4 separate regions of the Mus musculus genome follow, and regions 1, 2 and 4 are each linked to region 3. Evidence: chromatin contacts called from public promoter capture Hi-C data. All regions are on one chromosome and are shown on one strand. The core of a region is the stretch at or near the end of the contact, and the rest is flanking DNA. Distances in the headings are between cores, read along the strand shown. Region 1 holds the start of Ptpra (protein tyrosine phosphatase, receptor type, A). Region 2 holds the start of Tmc2 (transmembrane channel-like gene family 2). Region 3 holds the start of Kcnip3 (Kv channel interacting protein 3, calsenilin). Region 4 holds the start of Cpxm1 (carboxypeptidase X 1 (M14 family)).

Region 1 (4,592 bases), core at 1,303-3,802, 2.9 Mb after region 3:
AAAATCGAAACTTTAAAAAAATCAGTAAAGCACACACATACAAACAAACAAAAGTGGAGTGTGATTGATTATACCCAGTGACACTTTAATTAAAAGAACTAATTTTCCCTTTCCCAGCACTAGTCAATTGCAAATAGCTTCTTTGTTGGAAATAAGACTTTGTATCTACTTACTCATTTCAGGAAATTTATAGATATTAAAGGGCACATTTACTGAGTTTTCACAAGTTTTCACTTATAAATATTCATATCTAAAAATTAGGATTGGGTTCTTGGGGGCTAACTAAAACAGAATACTTGCTAAATTTGTATGAGCCCCCAAGGTCTTCATCCCTGCAAAATAAAAGTCAAAAGCAGAGCTGTTGTTGTTTCAAGTTCTTACTTGCACAACTAAAATTAGTATAAAATATCTTCCTCCTTGAGAATTGTACAAGCAGGCCTGTGTCAGTGGTCTGGGATTGGATCAAGTCCTATCTAAGGGTTTGGGTTAGGATTTAAGCTTGGGGCCAAGTATGGAAGAGCTTCTAGATTAAGTTACCCATGGTGGCCATAGAGTAGATGAGGTCAGAGAGCCTGCCTGGTCTTAGTTACAGAACTTCAGCAAATGACCCTCAGAAGATGGGCAGTAAGTAGCCTGGGAAGGTGCTTGGTTTTCATTTATTTCAATTTTCGTATTTCTTGGCTTCATTTTCACCTTGGCACTTTAGTGAACATTCTTGTTAGTCTATTACCCATGTCCACCCCAGAATGTTTGCTCCTGAGAGTTGACATCTCTGACTTACTCTGAGAGGTGTCCAGTGCATGATCTGCATTCAGGACATAGAGAACAACTCATTGCTTCATTTACTAGACAGAAAGGTAGGCAGGGAGGGGAAGTGACTTGGACTTTTGAGGGGAAATGGGGCTCCTTTAATCCTATCCTTCAGCCCTGCTATTCCAGTTCTTACCTGCAGGCACCAATGCAGCAGAGAACAGGGAGCTCCCACTTATCTTTCTCTTGGTTCCTTTTTTTCTATTTTATTTTTCTTCCAAGATGGCTCTTGATTGTGCTAATGGGGTAGGGAGCTCTGAAAAGGACCAGGAGTCATAGGTTAACTGTAAATAAGAAAAATTTCAAAAAAATTAAAAAAACAAAAAACCCCAAAACAAAACAAACAAACAAACAAACAAACAAAAAACCGAAAGAAAGAAAAAGAAAGAAAAGAAAAAAAGTTTGCTGGTAGGGTTTGCTCTAAAGCCAAGAGGCTGCTTTCTTAGCCAAGAACCAGTATTTTTCAGATTTGTTTTGTTCTGTGTTGGTCTTGTTTTGTAAAGTATTGTGTTCTAGTGAAAGACCCAACTTTTCATTTGGTCACTTTTCAATTTGCTGTGTATTTGCATCCCTGATAGACTTTGTACTTTCTAGGAAATGGGCTTCTGGAACTTGTAGGAGGAGCGGACCTCATTGGCAGGAGTCTGACATTTAGGAGACAGGATAGAGGTCTTGTAGACTGTCACTGAGATGGCCCTGAGGAGGGAGATCAAGAGTCACAAATCTTAACTCAAGGAGAGGTTTTTACTACCCAGAGGGAGGAAGTTTAAAGAAGGCCCGCTTCAACGCACATTTGCAGGTCCTGGCTCTGGTCTGCGCACACTTACTTATTCAACAAATAAAGGAAGGGTGTTTGCATAGAGTTCTAACTTGGCGCCCTAGGTCTAGCAGCATCCAAAGTGCTCTAAACTGAGGACTGCTACCTTCCGAAAAAATCGACTTATGGTTCCTAGAAGCTAGATGCACAAAGAACGCTGTTCGCTTCCCTGGTCTCTCTCAGCGCTTTCAATCTTCTCCTGACCACTATGCATGTATCAAGAAGTATCTCCCCGCTCGCTGCGGAGCACCGTGTGCTGTGCTTCCATCCAGCTCTAGAGAATCAGGCCCAGCTTGCACATCTGGAAAGCAAGAGAGATTTCCCTAGGGTTCGGGTGGGGATGATGTGGGCTGGTTTATTTAAGATGACATACTCAGAGCTAGACCGGTCCTAGGTACTAGGCAAATTCTTCTCGCAATTACATCCTTTAAGTGCCTTACAACTAACTCTCTCTCTCTCTCTCTCTCTCTCTCGTGTGTGTGTGTGTGTGTGTGTGTGTGTGACAGAGAGAGAGAGAGAGAGAGAGAGAGAGAGAGAGAGCGAGAGCGCGAGAGAGGCAGAGGCAGAGGCAGAGGCGCGGGGTGTGTTAGAGAGAGGATCACATTTGGAGAAGGATGGAGATGGCTTTCGAGTGCCTGAGTTCACCAGTTGGTGTGGCTTGTGCCTGGTGTCAGTTTCCTCATCTGTAAACAAGGAAAAAAGCCCATGCCCGGGGGCCTAGGACCGTGACTAGGTGGGAGACGTGTGCCAGGGGAGGATAGGGAGCGTCCTGTCCTGTTACCCGGAGACCCCCAGTGCGCCCGGGGAACTCCGCGGCGCAGCGGGGCGCGCAGGGGTGGGGCTCACGGAGGCGGAGACGCCCGCCCGGCGTCAGCGAACCAGCGCCCGCCTCTCAACGGCCAATGACGAAGCGCCTTACAGCCCAGGCCGCGACGGGAGAGAGGCTGCGGCGAGTGAGGCGCTGACAGGGACTCGCGGGGGCATCTTGCACAGACCCCTGGACCACGCCGCCATCGCAGCCTCCAGCCCAGTCCTCTCTCTGCCGCTTCTCCTCGCCATGGAGGCGAGGCCGCCGCCGCCGCCGCGGGGCTTCGAGCAGCGGACCGGGCGGCGGCCCTGAGGGGAGCGGCGGGCCGAGACGCCGCCGCGGTCCTGAGGCGGAGCTGCCGTGCGCGTCCCCCGCGGTCCCGCCCAGCGCCGGGCTCGGTAAGCGTTCGCGCCTGCCGCCGTCGGGAGGGCTCGGGGAGGTGGGGTGGCTCGGCCGCGCGTGGGAGCGGTCCCTGGATCCTATCCTGGAGGAGCGCCTCTGGCTTGTGCATCCTGGCACCGTGGACAGGGGGAGGGGGTCCCGGAAACGTGCGGGACACAGACAGGCTGGAACTTTGCGGACGTCCTCCTCCGGCCCGGGCCAGGGCGCTGCCGTAGTTCATTCTGAAAGAAAAAAACTTTGAGCAGCGAAAATGGGATTTGCTCAGGTCCATTTAATGGGAGGAGATAGGTGGCACACGCAGTGACCATCCCACCTCCCACCTTCCCCTTAAGACCCCTTCCTGGTCCTACTCCCAGGCCCCTCTCTGCCGCCCATTCCCAACTGTTGTGTATGCTTAAGAAGGAAAATATGGACTTAAGCTACCCAGAATTCAAAAGCAGCCACTTGGGAACGCACATCTCCTGTGTTTACTTTCAGTAATTCTTAAAAATTGCCACGGGGGGGGGGGGTTGAGCCCCTAATATTTCCTAAAAATAACAACTACAGAGGCAGAGATGATCCTGTCTATTAGAGGGTTTTGTTGTTGATAGTGATGATATTTGTAGGACAAGCAAAAAAATGTTCCAAACCCTCTTGGACAGAGTGTGATGTCGGCCGAAGCCCTTGGCTAGGATAGGGAATTTCTGTTGAAAACCAGCCTCATGTCCCCGGCTATGGCACCACTTGTTACCTGCTAACTCTTGAAGCAGCCAGAGAACCAAAAGATGGTGGATGAGGAAAGACTGGGACAGGATGAACATCTTTCTGTCTGGATACTCCTTTCGAAAACGTAGATCAGACGCTGTCATTTGTGTGCTTAAAAACTCCTTCACTTTCCTTCCTCTGTGAATGAGATGGAGGAAAACCCAGATGCCTTACCGTTCCCTACAAGGCTCTTGGCAGTCCTTCCTGAACTTAATCTTTGATGGTTACCTCAGTCCTCTCATTCTCCTTTCTCTTCCACGCTGTGTTTAGCCATTCGGAGCGGCTCGGCCACCCCCTCATATGTGGGAGGGTTTTGCTTTCAGGGTCCCCCTTCTCACCCTTCCTTGCCTGGTTCCGGGCCTTCCTTGTTTGAGAAGCTTCTTGCGGACCGGCTTCTTCTGGGTCCTGTTTAAGACTTCCCTGATAGAATTCGTCCTAGTTATCTTGAAGCCCCTCAACCACCTCCCAAGAGAAATGTTTCCTAGTGTTTCCTGGCAGCCTGCTTGGAGTGTGGGTTGCCCATACCGGGACTTGCAGACTCTGATTCTCTATGTCTACACGGCTGTCACACCTGGGAGAAACTGGCAGGCTTCCCAAAATCTTACCTGCTTCTCAGCATCTGCCTGACTATCCCTGAAAAGCCAACAACTCCTCAGTTACCTTTCTCCTCTCTCTGCCCCAGTGGCCCCATGGTCAGATCCAGGAGACTTTTGACTAGGTACCTTTTAACCACTGATCATTATCTGGGTGAATACAGAACCAGAAAAGCAAACCCCTTGGTTTAGTGCATTCATATACCACCTATTTGCCAGCCACAGTACTTGAGATGCAAAATGAAAGTGAGAAAGTCATATTCTTATCTTTGAGAAGATTACAGACCAATGGGAGACAGGTGGATATAAACAGTTACATCATAGGTGCTACTAGAGTAATAATAATTGCTGTTTTCTGTGTGCCTGTGACAGGCTATATAATAAATGCCTTACATGAATTATCTTGTTTAATCTTTTC
Region 2 (4,982 bases), core at 584-3,083, 2.7 Mb after region 3:
GGGGAGGGGGGAGGGGGGAGGGGGAAAGGAAAAAGATGTGTGAATCAATTGTTTGGTTTGGGAGATAGGGTCTGTTTGTGTTTCCTCGGGATCATCGAGATCATCGACAACCGCTGTGGGTCCCAGAACAGCTGACCAGAGCGATTCAAAACAAGCAGAGCTATGAGGATGTGGATGTTCCTGTGGCTGGGAATCCTCCCGCTAGTGAGAACTGAAGAGCTCTGTGTTCCCGAAACCATGCCATTGACGCATTCAAGTGTTTCTTCAATTCTTTACATCTAATGCTTCGCTACAATTGCCTTTTTTCTATGCTGCTTCAGCTAAAGGGATTGTTGTGTTTTCAGATGATTCAAAATATTTCACAGATGAGTGATTGTGTTCAGCTGTATCTACTAAAGCTAATGCTACCTGGATTCGAGGGGTGTGGCCTGCCAGTATATCCAAGGGCAATGGCACTATACCCTCCCAACTTAGATGGGCCTCCCCCCTTCCTTTTTGTAGGAGTGTTCCTGATTCCCTTCCACCTTGGGCAGTGCCCCCTTATATGTATGGTTGTTATGTGGGGTGAATGGTAGTTGCACTGATCCCTTGCCTCAGGACTGATGGGAGCCCTGGGATGTATGCTTGTAATAGTGTGTGTGTTGTGTGTTTGGTGTATGTGTCGGGTGCAGCGTGTGCAGGCCCGCACTTCTGCCATGGTGGCGCAGGCCTTTGCCGCAGTGGAGGCGGGACAATATCCTCAGATTTGGCTTGCCGCTCTAAAGAAATAATGCTGCATTATGCCGTGGGTTGCAAGGCTAAGCACTGCACAGAGGATAGCTAGCTGTTGGCATCCTGTGGAAGGCACGTCTGATTGCATGAAGATTCAGTGTCCTAGTTCCCTTTCCCCAGGAAAAACAACACGGAGCTGGCCAAGACCTCTCTGGGTGATGAGCCCAAGGGATGGTTTTGTGTAGGGCCCCTATGCTTGCACACTGGGGATCAGATCTCTACCTTCACCCAAGAGGCTTGCTTGCAGCAATCAAAATCAGGCCATAGATTAATCAGCGTCCTGGCCTTCTGGTGCACCTGCCGCATGCAGACAGGACAATGTCCTCAAGTGTGGCTGGCTTGGCATGCTAGAGAAGTAGTCAATGACGGATAAGACTCCCTGGGCGTGTCGCCAACCTAAGACAGGGATCAAACCAATGCTGTTTGTCTCCCAAGGACGGGTAAGGGGCATTGCTGCAGGGGGCAATCTAAGACAGACATTCTCTCTGCCAAAAAAGAAAAAAAGGGAGAGATGTGAGGAGCAGGTGTGGCAGCAGTCCCAAGATGGCGCCAGGGACTGCAGCTAAGTCTTATGATTTGCACCTGACTTCCTCATACACCTGAAAATAAGCCATGACCATCGTGAGAGCTGCGCAGGTGCACCATGATGCTGGCGGTAAAAACAAGTCCATATTTGGTAGAGACATGCCCCTACCGCCCTGATTGGCTGAAGCTGCGTGCCTGGTGAGGTGACGTGGCTTGCTGTGAGTGGTTGGGGGCTGAGAGTATATAAGAGTGAGAGATCCGGTGATCGAGGGAGAAAAAGATGAAGCGAGAGAGATGAAGATTGAAGCTTGCTGACTAAACTGCTGTTAGAACTGGTGGTCGTGTCGTTCTTGCTGGTTGAGAGCAGACACGACAGTTGCCTACGAGAATGCGATAGTAAGACTGCATTGCTGAAGACAGCACACATCTTGGTCACAGAATATAAAGAAATAAAACTGAAACTGGCCTGGGAGCGTCCTCCCCATTAGCTAGCCATCATGACGCATCAATACAACTGACTACTCAGGCATAATATAGTGCAAGAGTGGCCAAGTTTGCCGGGCGTGGTGGCACACGCCTTTAATCCGAGCACTCGGGAGGCAGAGGAAGGCGAATTTCTGAGTTCAAGGCCAGCCTGGTCTACAAAGTGAGTTCCAGGACAGCCAGGGCTACACAGAGAAACCCTGTCTCCAAAAACCAAAAAAAAAAAAAAAAATAGTGGCCAAGTTTGTTCCAGAGGTAAGCAACCACTTTCTGATTGGATTTGAAGCCAATCCTATGAAGGGATTCCTCTCTGATACTGTAAATCTGGTCAAATCCCATGGTTGGAAAGGCTATAGGCCCTAGTTGGGAAGCTACGCTGTTCTTTTGGTAAATAGACATCATGTACCCATCAAATTGAAATTAATTAAGTGGGGCTTTTATAGGCCTATGTCTCTCCTTGCTGCTGGATTAATGCTCCTAAGATAACAGGGGGGAAAAAAACTCTCTGCAGGATTGTTGAACTTCGGAACCTCCCTGTCCCAGACAGATTCCTCCTTGGAAGTGGATCTTTTGCTGCAACTCTGTGTCTGATCGATTCCCTTTTAAGGGATAAAAGGACTTGGAATCCCTCTAGGGGGAATGCTCTGAACTGCAGTATCAACTGATAACAACAAGAACCTTGGTACCATTCTGGTCCTGCAGCCTTGCTTTTACATGATAACAGTGGTTCTCAAAGCATCCAAACAAACCTCCCACAAAGGCAAGCAGCATTAGAGAAAGCTACTGAATGAAGAAGCAGGTGACTTCAGTAGGGACAGTCATCCTTGTTGACTCAGGTCCAAAGTGTAGATTCCAAGACCCAGGAGCGCTTGCCTAGCAAGCATAAGGCCATTGGTGTGACGCTGCATGATGGAGAGAGAGGGAGAGGGAAAAAAAGAAGATTCCATTGCCTGTCTTTAAAAATCTTCATTTTAAACCAAAGCCCAGATAACTTATACCTTTGAGTCCAATCAGGGACTCAAGACACTGGGAAAGAGCCCTGCGACATAGCTCACACCTTCCCTGGCTGGCATGCCTGTGGTATCATTATCAGGAGATGAGTCCACAGTTCCTACCCCTCTAGGGCCCTCATGTATAAGTGATGTCTGAAATGTGAGGCCACACTGTCCTTGGCAGGGAAACCCGAGCGGAGGAGTGTCTGGATAGATTGACGTGCTGCAAACTCATTGCTTTCTCCCCATCTCTCTCCCCAACAAAACCTACCTCTACCTTCAACCTCAGAGGCCCCTAGTTGCCGTCAGGTTCCAGGAAGAGGCCAGTGACCATGACAGCAGGAAGTCACCCCAGGCTGGGCAGTATATGAAGACGTGAGCCAGTGTGAGGGCCTTGAAACTCTGGTAACCATGAGCCCCCAGTTAAAGAGCTTGGACGAGGAAGGTGAGTCTTCATCTTCATCCTCATGGGTGCTACTCAACAGGCCTCTGGGCACAGTGGGTATCGGAGAGGCAGTCTCAAGAGGCATGGGAAGGCCCTGCATTTGAGTTCAGATCCTGCAACTTGAGCAGGGTAGCTAGCCTCTTCCGACCCGACCCACCGATGGGATGAGGGTGGTTGTCACCTCTTTGCAGGGCTCCTAGAGGAACTGAAAATCACCTGTGCAGAGAGCCATGCATTAGTGAACTTGCTAGAGTTGGCCACCTATCTGCATGATACTGAAAGCCACTGTTGGCAGCTGTCTCTCCTTAACAATTCTCACCTACTGTGGCTGTCTTTCTGTTGCAGGGTGGGGGTGGGGGTGGGGGTGGGGGTGAGGGTGGGGAGATGGGAGAGTTCTGAACTTATGACTTTTCCAAGGGATCAGGGAAATGTTGGACTGACAGCGTCTTGAGTAAAGTAACTGGCACCAAGTTCCCATCTGCAGGCTACCATAGTGAGATGGGGCTGCTGCCAGGAGACTTTCAGAGGGCAATTTGCTTTCTTTCTGTCCTTGGTTGCATGGTAGAGAGAGAAAGACATCAGAGTTGCTCTTGTGCATGGAGGATAGGGTGGAGAGGGTGATACGGTGTGAAGAAATGATGCACTCCTGGGTAGTGTGCCAGGCTCATGTTAGCCCTAAAACTCCAGCTACTCATCCCACATTTTCCTTCCTCTTTCTCCATCCCCATCTCCTTCTCCCTCTTCCCTTGCTCAATGACAAGCATGAGTCCTTTCTAGGAAGCAGTCTGTTTTACTGGGGAAGAGGCATCACGCTGAGCAGAGATGGCTTGCTGCTTAGCCTCTGCTTCAACCTCTGGGACACTCCCAGAACTAGAGACTCGTTGAGCTTTGCCTTGGTAAGCTATGAACATTCATTATCCCAGGGACAAGGCAACACCTAGAAAGTGGTACAGCTAGGACCCATACCCAAGCGCCTCCATCCCTCCCAACGCACCCTCTAATCTCCCACAGCTCCCCCTGGAAGGTGACTACAGCATTTCTGTGAAGAAGCTACCCAGCCCGAGGAGAAGCTGAAAGCTACAAATTGCCATGACTTCAATTTCTTGTGTCAGTTATACATATCTAACCCTGAAGATTGTACTAATAAATGCTAAGGTCCTGCCTGCTACCTCCACTTCCTGGTCTCCTTGGAATTGCAACTGCATCCCAAGTGATGAGATTACAGCCATGTGTCACCATGCCCAGCTCCTTAGAAATATTTTGAAATACTTAATTTATATAATCATTTATTTATGTGTTATAAGCCAATTGCATAATATCCTTTAATTTTTTAAAAAAAGATCTTATTTTATTTATATGAATACACTGTAGCTGTCTTCAGACACAACAGAAGAGGGCATCAGATCTCATTACAGATGGTTGTGAGCCACCATGTGGTTGCTGGGAATTGAACTCAGGACCTTTGGAAGAGCGGTCAGTGCTCTTAACCGCTAAGCCATCTCTCCAGTCCCCTTTAATCTTTTTTAATTTGAATTTTTTCATACAATATATTTTGACCATGTTTTCCTACCCCCCCCCATACTCCTCTCAGATTCCTCCCACCACCCTACTCACTCAACTTGATGTTCTTTCTTTCTTTCTTTCTTTCTAGATCTCTCTCTCAAAAACTAAAAATAAAAAAAATATCAAAACTAACAAGTAAAAGTTCAATAAGACCATATATGCCAAAACAAAGCAAATTAAAACAAGTACACACACACACACAC
Region 3 (4,545 bases), core at 766-3,265:
CAGTTACCGCTTCTGCAAACAGGGCAAATTAAGGTCAGACTTGCAAGAAGCTGGGGAGGCTCCCAGAGCCAAACTGACCCAGTGTCCACTTTACCACCTCTGAATCTGGATGCTGCTGGCTCTCTCCTCCCAACACAGGGTTTGGCCAGGAGGCCTGGCATTGTGGTCAGTGCCCACTCTGCAGGGCCAAATGAAAGCTACTAAAGGGACGGCTAGGGTATGGTGAGAAGGCAGGGACAGAACTGGGTCAGCTAGTGACTGTGACAAGTGTGGCCATCTCCCAGCCTATGTTAGTTGCTGTCCGTCCTGCTACCTCCATAATCTCCTACTGGTAGGGGACAGTAGGGACTTTATCCAGCTCCACTGTCACTGTGGTGCTGGCTTCCATCTTGGGCCAAGCTACACATGGAAATCCAGGGGGCAGCCATAAGCCTAATGAGTTCCATGAGTGCCCAGGAGCCAATGGTGGGCACAGTGGAGGCCACAATGGCCAATAGAACAGCCAAGTGGACTATGGGACTCTGACCTCACACTCTGCTCATCTGGTAGGGGAGTAGTGGTTAAGGACCCAGGAAGAATTCTGGGAATTAGAGCCACCAGAGATGGGTAAAGGGAAGGGGGCTATGCTATCCCCTGCTGATGGACAGTGCCAGCTGTGTGCAGGTCTATGCACACATGGCTGTAGAACTCCCTGTATCTGTGGACACACAGAGTCACGTTGCTGGGCTCTGTGAGGGAGGGGTACAGTCATAGGGTATCTGTGTGTCCAATGTCTGTAGATGCACACAGCTTCACCTATCATCTGAGTGTGGATGTGAGTCTGGGACAGAGAGCTGTTTATGCTTCTGCTGTGCCAGTCCAGAGCTTTCTAGAGACAGGTGTGACAAGAGAGAAAGTACCTTTCAAGGTACCCTGCCCTTGTGCTCAAAGGGCTTTGTTCCATCTGCAGATCCTTCATGGTATTCTGGGAACTGGACCAGAGGACAGGGATAGTAACCTGGACTCTGGGGCAGAATGGCCTGAAATCAGTCTCCAGCCCTCTCTGGGCTGCTTGCCCTCATTGGGAGTGGGGCAGGAAGACATCTTTTGGGAAGAAAGACTGTAAGATGCCAGCCCAATATCTATTTTTTTTTTTAAATAAGACCTTGATTTCCTTATTTGGGGCATTCAACCGGACCTGGATCTGATCCTTTCTCCCCCTAAGCAAGATTACCCTGGACTTGTGTGCGGCATCCAGGTCAGACTTTCTGAGGGTCGGTGCTAAGCTGGAGCACACCTTTTGTTTTTTTTTTAATTTTTTTTTTGTCTCTCTTCTTCCCCTCACCTGGCTACTATTTCTTGAACTTTGTACCGGGTGCCTCTTTGCCTCCCCTCTCTCTCCATCCCCCAACAGCTCCACAGAGGCAGAGATGTTTGTGATTTTATTAGGGGTCTCATAGTGCTTTAAGAAGAAGGGGGGGTCTTCATTCATTCATTGATGGATTACTTGAAAGCTTTGCCCGTTGGCTTGCCCACACACATAAGACATCCTTTTCCATGCTCCTGTGTCTCACTAAGATCTATGAGGCTAGGGTCAGGGTCAGCTACCCCAGCCCCTGCCCCAAGGACCTAACTGAACAGGACCAGCCATGGAGCTAATTTCAAGCTTCTCTTCTGTCCACAGACACCCAGAGCCTCTTCCATCCAAAGGCCACGGGATTCCAGCCTCCCAGGCAGGAATGCTCTGAACAATTACTTTCCCTTATATGGATTAGCGAGAGTAGGGGCCAAGGACCACTGTGAAAATACTCTCTAGTCAAGACCAACATCAGAGCCCCACCTTCCCCAAGTCCAGGCAAGTCCTCAGCCCCTCAGCGCCTACCTTGGTCCTCTGCATCTCTGCTGCTGAAAGGGACCGTCACTAATCTTCCCGCTTTGCAGCCCGAGCAAGCCAGACTGCTTGGTCCGGCTGGCAGCTGCCTCATGTTTGCTTGGACCCAGACGCAATTGTCACTGGAGGTTTCTCTCCCGCCCCCTGCCCACTCCTTCCACCCTCCCTTCCTTCCGAGTCTTAGCTCCACCTCTCTTCCTCTGCCTCTTCCCTCCCCCTCTTATCTCCCCCCTCCTTCGCCTCCATCCTGACAACCTCCAGTTTCTCTTTTTCCTGTGCTCCTAGTCCTGGCCTCTCAGCCTATCTGGCCCCCAACCCCCCTTGCTTAGTTAGGCTCAGGGTCTGTCCCTGGTTCTCATCTCCCTCTAGTACAGGGTCTGTTCCTACCCTTCCCAGTCACAGGGATAGAAGGGAGGGTACTCCACCACCAGTCCCTGCGCAGGACAGAGAGGAGCCCTTGGGATTACGTCACTAAGGTAACACCTGGGGTCCTAACACCTCTTGTTGCTCTCCCCTATCTGTTAGTCACCTCTGTGCGACCCCTCATAGGCCTTGCTGTATGAAAACCTTCCAAGCTGGAGCGAGCACTTCACACTTTCCCAGTTTCACTGTCCTTTGACTTGAGGTTGGGACCAAATTCAGGCATTCAGAGCAACCACGGGACCTCCCCTAGATCTCCTGGCGTGGGACCTGGGGATGGAGAAGGGATCGAGGGTCCTGACCGTCCTCGGGAAGGCTCCTTCCTGCCCTGTGGGAGACAAGCTCTTGGGCATTTTCTAATGCCCAAGGGAATCCACCAGGAGCCAGGTACGGAGACCAGCGCCAAGTTTCCCTTTTTGGCGCCCGGAGGAGCCTGCCAGTGCCAGTAGTTCCCATGGAAACAGAGCCTGAGCCATCCCCTCTTTCCCAGAAAGCCCAGGAGCACTTGCTTGCCCTTCCTACCCTGTCCCACCCCCTTTTTATTGAGTCAGCCAATTAGCGGCAGCTGCTAGACCCTCCCCGGGCAAAACCCTGGGGCTGTTGATCCCGAGGCAGGAAAGCTGTCCCCAGAGGGGAGGGGACAGTTCTGCCATCTGCACAGCAGGACTTCACTCCGGGCAAGAGACTCTCCCACAGAGGGCTCTCTGGGAAAGAGGACGACAAGGGTCCCAGAGGCTCCGGGGTCAGTGCCAATCTTCCAAACTGACTTGGCATTAGGCAAATTCCCATAAGGCCTTGGAGTGGCATAGTGGGCTTAGAAGAAAAGGGTCATTATCCCAGTCTATGTTAATGATGGCAAAACTCAGGAAAGCTGAGTCTTTACCTATCCAACAAAGCAGTATATCCAGACTGTGTTCACTCAGAGCCAGTTCTGGAGGAACTCTCTACCCACCAGTTACATGTCCACGATTCAGGAATCAAGCCCTGTCCTTACTTGTGGCATTTTTTGAGAGGCAGGGTTGTCTGAGCACTCCACTCCAAGTCAGTGCCTCTTTCTAGAGAGCCACAAGTCTCTGCTTGGCTCCCTTGCTGAGATTCCACTCCTCTGATAGGAGCTCCTTGGGAGTAACAGGCTGTGGCAGAGCCAGCCTAGAACAGAACCCTTCCGTCCTGGGCCTACCAGGGAGCCAGCAACCTCCCCAGCCCTATCCAGCAGGCCCTCCTCATAAAACGTATGAATGGGCATCTGTGCCCTGCCAGGAGCCTCAAGTCACCTGACCCCCTTTCCTTGGGTCCTCTCAGACTTTCCCAGGGCCTGGGCATTGCTGGGGTCCTTCCAGGGTCTCTGGGAGATGGAGGAACGAAAAGGGCTGAAGCAGATCTCCTCAAGTGGACCTCAGCCTTGCTTTGCCACATGGGCACAGGCTGACTTCCCCTAAACTCTTGGAATTTGAGAAGATTGGGGGCCTGCTGACCCACAAAAAGGTTTAGGATGCTGAAGGAGGTCCAGTGTGGTTTGAAAACTGTTAGGGTGATGGATCTTGGCTGTGGCTTCCTCGGGTGGGCCGGGGGTGGGGTGGGGTACAGATTGCATGAGGAAGAAGGAGGGATAATTCCATATTTCAGGAGGCTGTTTTCTTCTTTGTATTATAACACTCGAAGACTCAGCTGTGGGCCACTACAGCTGACTGGAGCCCTTTCCTCCTATGCAAGAGAGAAACTCACAAAAACACAACCAAAGACCTTGGAGTCCTCTGAACCCTCCCCAGTTCCTGCTCAAGACCTCTCCCGACCAGACTCAATTATTTCCTCCTCTGGCCTCTCAGACTTAGCTCTGACAAGCCTCTAGTTTCATGTCTTTCCCTCAGGCCGTTTCTGTGTCTGGGCCTTGGAGAGCAGGTAGGGACATCTCTCAGGGCTCGTGCTTCACAGCCCTTCCTTGTGAGAGGGCCACCGCTGTGTGCAGTCAGGTCTAATCTCGCAAGAGCTCCAAAAATGTCTGTTGCCCTAAAAAGCCTTCTTCTGGGAGCTGCAAATCTCAGAAGTGGACACAGCCTGGAACTGCAAATACCCAGAGTTGATTCTGCCGCCTTTCTCAGACCCTTGAAATCTTTTCTGCCACCAGCCACATGGAAACCTGACAGGCAAGGACCCTTCTTGGGAGGGGAACAGAAGAGATCTTAGTCACTTCGGGCCACCCAGCACAGTCAGGGCTCTCTTTTGGGCTCACTCATATTCAGCACACCTGCCCTGAA
Region 4 (4,755 bases), core at 2,032-4,531, 2.9 Mb after region 3:
ACATACAGCTTCAAACCCTGGTGGCTCTTCCCGATGCTGTAGATGCGCGTGATGTTGGGGCACTGCTCATTCACCTGTTTCATCAGCTGGGAAGCAGAGAGGAGCACGAGGCGGTTACACACAGACCATGTGTAACCATGGAAAGACTTACAGATCCACACAGATGGGAGCAATATAGTATGATCCAGAAAAAGGCACAGGAGTTGGGGGTGGGGGTGGGGGCAGAAAAGGTGTCATGACAAGGTAACTGGAACAGAACTTAAGAGATTGAGAGAAGTAGAAGAAAGGGGACACAAAGACAGGGGACTCATGGGTAGTCATAGACAGTTTGCCCTGGTAGGAAGGAGATAGGCAGACCTCCTTCCAGGGTCAGAGAAGTCATATCTGACCTTTCTCATAGCTTTATAATTGTGATGCCGGAAGTCCAAAGAGTTCGAAGATCCCAGTGTGTGGGCCTCAGGGAACAGGTCATTAGGATCTGGTGGCAAGTGAGTTCCAGATAAAAGGTCAGTACCTAGTGAAGAATGTCCCTCGAACCAGGCCCTGCCCATACAGCCTTTGCCCAGCTGCCCACCTGAGACTGGGCAGGCCAGGATCTCTGCCCGGAGGCAAGGTGCACCTCCCTGAAACCAGGTCTGAGGCAGCAGGCGAATGAATCGAGCCACCTGAGGCTCTGGCAGAAGGTTCAACACTGGGGTCTCTGCGTCTGAATTGGCAGGAAATACCTGGAGATATGGAATGCCTTGTTGAAGCTGCTCAGACCCGATGCTGGCTCAAGATCGGGGGAAAGGAATTAAGGCTCTCATACTCACAAGCCAGCCCTCCCTGGTAGATACAACTGGAGACATGCACTGTGTTAAACATGGACCCCCATTTCCACAGCTCCTGCCAGCGGGCAACCTTGGGCAGCTGTGTTTTCTGGCATAGTCTCCGCTCGTTAAAACAATATACCCATTCTGGAGTATTGTACCAAGGAGGCCCATGAGATGGAAAACCAGAGCCATGAACAGGCAAGAAGCAAATAACCCCGAGGCTCACAGTCAGAAGGGATGTCCCAGAAAGAAGATGCAGCACCTACGCCATGGTGGAATTAATGGGGCTATCCCAAAGGAGCTAGTGCTTGGTAAGTAACTTCCCTGTGAACGCACAAAGCCCTGGATTTGAACCTCAGCACTGCAAAAACTCCAGCTTTCTCCTGGAGTCTATGTGTGTATTTGCTTATTTGCAGAGGATTCTCCTCAGCCCAGCACCCTAATGAACTGGTTCCAACCACTTCGGGGTCACTCACTATGTCCATTCCAGTACTGTTCCTACTCTTCCACCAGGTCTGGCTGTCATTGCTGAACTGGACCTTGAATGATGTGACCCAGTCATACCTGGCCGCAGAGATAGAGAAACATTAGTGACCCTGAAGAGCCACTAAAGTGGTGGCACTTCCAAGTCTGATCACTAACAACTTCCAGGCTAAGCGTGAGCCTCACCTCCACACAGAGTTTCTGCCCTGTGTAACAATTCCTGCGAAGCGGACGGGATTCTTTGCATCCACCTGAAGCCAAGGTTCAGTGTCTTGTTGCTCAGCGCACCAAGCGCCATCATACAGGTCACCGTCCTCCAGACCTGACTGTGGACACAAGGTCACGGTGATCAAGCCCAGGTAGGCCACAAAGACGAGCAAGGGGGGGGGGGGGGAGACAAGGAGATGGTCCTAAGGCTGTGCTTCCTACGCCTCCCTCAGACCTGGCTGAGCAAGGGCCACTGACCTGGATATTGAGCCGTCCTCGGTGTGCTCCAAGACCAAAGGACTGGCTGCTGGAGGCCTCCAGCTGGCTATCTGAAACCCTCAAGGACTCCAAGCCTAGAGGGGGACATCCTGGGGTAAGGATAGAACAGTGAGACAGGATTAGATAGAGGGTAACCAGAGAGGCTCGAGAACGGAGCCTAAGCTTGTTCATAGGCTAGGCGGGGCCCCTGGGTAAGCAATACCTGGTTCTTGTTTCTCAGGGAGAGTGAGGGTCTTTGCTGGGTGAGTGGGCACCACAGGCCTAGCAGTCCCCAAGGGACCAGGGTGCCTTAGCTTCTTTCGCTTCTTGACAACGATCTTTTTTTTCTTGATGACTCGAAGCCGGACATGCCGTTCTGAGGTCTCTAGGGTACCAGGGGACAATGTACCAAAGAAGAGAAGAATGTCATGAAACCCAGACGGAAAGGTCTGCTAGCCCAAGAAGGCATTTGGGCATATGTGACACCTACAACAATTACTGACATCCTAGCACAGCACACAAGACCTGTTTCCTAACTCCACCTGCCTCTTTTAGTCATTTCTTCAGTTTTTCCTTCTTAACACAACATCTTTGGCTCACGTCCCCTCTGACTCCCTGATTCAGGGGAGAGCAACACTGAGCCATTAGAGACTGGTCACTCTGAAGGTCTGAAGTTAGTTTTTAACCTCCAGGCCTTGCTCTGGTCCGTCCTCTTCGGTAATACTACCTCCTGTCTCTAATCTTGCATCTACTCTCATCAACCTCCAAGCCTTCCTTATCTTCAGACTAAGCCTCGGGTCTTTTCCTGAATGAAGTCCGTGCTTGGCCTACCTGCTGGCCTCAGAGCTCCTAACTAAGGAAGAAGTTGGGAAGCCAGACAGTCTGCCTGCGCCCATCACGAGGCAGTGATCTTTCCTCCAGGCAGCCTCACTCCCTGTCTTTTCCCCTCCAGTCCATGGCCTTACACACCATCCTGCATAGGCTTGTCCCCTTTTAGTCTGGTGTCTCTTCACCTTTCCAGATTCTGGCCTCAAATTTCATTTGTGAAGAAGGCAGGCTGGAGTTGGGGCAGCCAGCATCCCGCTGGGCCTGCCCTAAGACTGCTGACTAGGTCTGGCCAGGATGGGGCTGCTGACTCAGCAGCCATTGCACTGGGCTGTGCTTGTCCCCGTTCACAGGGCGAGCTGGAGGACCCAGCTGGGGGAGTGGGTCTGACCTGCCCAGCAGCCGACCATGGGACCCAGAGCTCACCATTTGCCTTTGTGGACGGCTGTGCAACGCTGCTGTGTGGAGCCAGGGTTGAGCCCGGCGCCAGGCCCGGCACTGAGGCGCTGGGAGCCCCCAGCCCCAGACCGACGGAAGGCGCAAAGGCGGTCACTGCGAGCAAGAGACCCCACATAGCGGGAAGGGTCGACGAGCGCGCTGTGCCGAGGTTCTTGGTGGGTTCTCTTCTTCCTGCGGGCGTCTGCGGAGCCCCCCGCCCCTTCCTGCTCGCCCGCCCTCCACCGCCCCACGCCCCTCTGCAGCCTCCGGCCCGCCCACAGCCACTCTCTGGAATCCGACACCCTAGGAGGGGGAGGGCTGCGGAGAGCCGCGACATCCCCCGGGGGCGGCTGACTCTGGTGAACCGCGAGGACCCCCGGGGGGGGGGGAGGGCGGCGGGCTGGGGTCCAGAGACCCAATGTCGCAGCCTCACCGGTGTCCGGCCCTACACAGGCTGCAAAGTCACCGCACATTCTGTTCGACTGCGCGCGCCTATCCCATCTGCAGGCACCTATGCAAGGCGCTCTGCACGTGGTCTGAATCTTAGTCAAACTTCAGTTTGCAGGCTGATAAACTGAAGCTTGCATTGGGCCTTGTTGACGTGGCCAAGGTAACAAAAGCTGGGGGCTTTGGAAACTACAACTTGAGAGGAAAATCCATCCAGAACTTAGGGTGCCTTGCTGGGGTGGGTAGGGCAACGGGGAAAGACCGCAGGAGAGCAGTGGGGGTGGAAGGCTAGGGTTGCGTTGTGGGGGTGAGGGGTCCTCCATTAAACCCAAAAACAAACTGTGGGTGCAAAGAGAGGCGGCGCTTCCTCTCCGACCCGCCTCCTCTCTTTTTCCCTCCCGGGGCTGCCACGTTTTGGGGTTACATAACTCGAGGAAGGCAGCCAGAGCTGATAACCAGAGGGCTGGCGTCAAGAACCGTGAGACCAAGTCTAGTCTTAATGGGATTCCCGCACTTCTCGATCCACCTCCTTCCCCTCCTCCTCCCATCCTCCTCCAGGAGTTCTCTGACCTGTTTTCCCCAGGACCCCTCTAGATTCTCCCCACACCGGAGTCACCTGCCCCAAAGAAAGGCCTGTGCCACTGGTGCTTGCTCTGCCTTCGCTGTAGTCCCCCAAGAAGTGTCTATGTAAATGAGCTGAATAACCTCAAGTCAAGCCTGCACCTTTCAGAACCACCTTTCTGGTTCTGCAGCAGAACCAGAGCCTGGTGGAAATGCGTGGGGCCAGGTGTGGGGCTCCTGAACTGAGGCCACCTCCTATAGGGACCACTGCAAAGGAGTAAGCCCTGTCATCTAGCCCAACTATGGCACTCCAGGAGGGTCAGAGAACTCTGAGAAGGGAGTGATCACGGAGGACCCATACATGTCCAAGTCCCGTTTTGGTGCTCCCACCTAAGAAGCAGTGCTAGGCTCAGCTCACCAGATAGGCATAGAGAAGTTTAAGGAAGACACCATGTTCTACTGTCCTTTCTGATGCTGTGACAAAATACTCGGACAAAAGGCAACTTGGGGAAGGTAAGGATTTATTTCTAATTACAGGTTCATTCAGGGAAGTTGAGGCAGAACTCAGGCAGGAACGAACTTGAAAAACAGAAACCAGAGGAAACCCTGCTGGCTAGCTAGCAGGCTCCTGCTTAGATTTTTTATATAGGACAGAACCACTGTCAGGGGAATGGCGCTGCCCACAGTGGGCTAGGCCCTCCCTCATATACTGATTAGCAATCAG

What was found. Promoter capture Hi-C pulls out the DNA fragments that hold promoters and counts their contacts. Capture Hi-C pulls out chosen DNA fragments and counts their contacts.
Region 1: a promoter capture Hi-C map of hippocampal neurons shows a contact between it and region 3, with 2.4 times the contacts expected there. The contact joins the promoter of Ptpra here to the promoter of Kcnip3 in region 3. A contact is called at or near these places in 2 of 39 promoter capture datasets (hippocampal neurons and liver).
Region 2: a promoter capture Hi-C map of hippocampal neurons shows a contact between it and region 3, with 3 times the contacts expected there. The contact joins the promoter of Tmc2 here to the promoter of Kcnip3 in region 3. A contact is called at or near these places in 2 of 39 promoter capture datasets (hippocampal neurons and liver).
Region 4: a promoter capture Hi-C map of liver shows a contact between it and region 3, with 6 times the contacts expected there. The contact joins the promoter of Cpxm1 here to the promoter of Kcnip3 in region 3. A contact is called at or near these places in 5 of 39 promoter capture datasets (hematopoietic stem and progenitor cells, hippocampal neurons, liver and 1 more) and 1 of 9 other capture datasets (liver).

What each region holds. Positions count from the first base shown.
Region 1 is chr2:130,447,726-130,452,317 of GRCm38.p6, forward strand. It overlaps Ptpra (protein tyrosine phosphatase, receptor type, A), which reads left to right and starts at 2,553. Exons shown (of 21, transcript NM_001163688.1): 1 at 2,553-2,833. It overlaps Gm52562 (predicted gene, 52562), which reads right to left and starts at 3,845. Exons shown (of 3, transcript NR_165481.1): 1 at 3,810-3,845; 2 at 3,568-3,719; 3 at 60-3,058.
Region 2 is chr2:130,193,361-130,198,342 of GRCm38.p6, forward strand. It overlaps Tmc2 (transmembrane channel-like gene family 2), which reads left to right and starts at 1,834. Exons shown (of 20, transcript NM_138655.1): 1 at 1,834-2,034; 2 at 3,063-3,216. The coding sequence starts at 3,183.
Region 3 is chr2:127,519,377-127,523,921 of GRCm38.p6, forward strand. It overlaps Kcnip3 (Kv channel interacting protein 3, calsenilin), which reads right to left and starts at 2,016. Exons shown (of 9, transcript NM_019789.4): 1 at 1,862-2,016. The coding sequence starts at 1,876. The region is part of intron 2 of Gm35478 (a long non-coding RNA gene); the gene reads left to right.
Region 4 is chr2:130,394,348-130,399,102 of GRCm38.p6, forward strand. Cpxm1 (carboxypeptidase X 1 (M14 family)) reads right to left here and starts at 3,282. Exons shown (of 14, transcript NM_019696.2): 1 at 3,012-3,282; 2 at 1,984-2,145; 3 at 1,761-1,870; 4 at 1,482-1,621; 5 at 1,289-1,376; 6 at 575-725; 7 at 390-478; 8 at 1-86. The coding sequence starts at 3,159.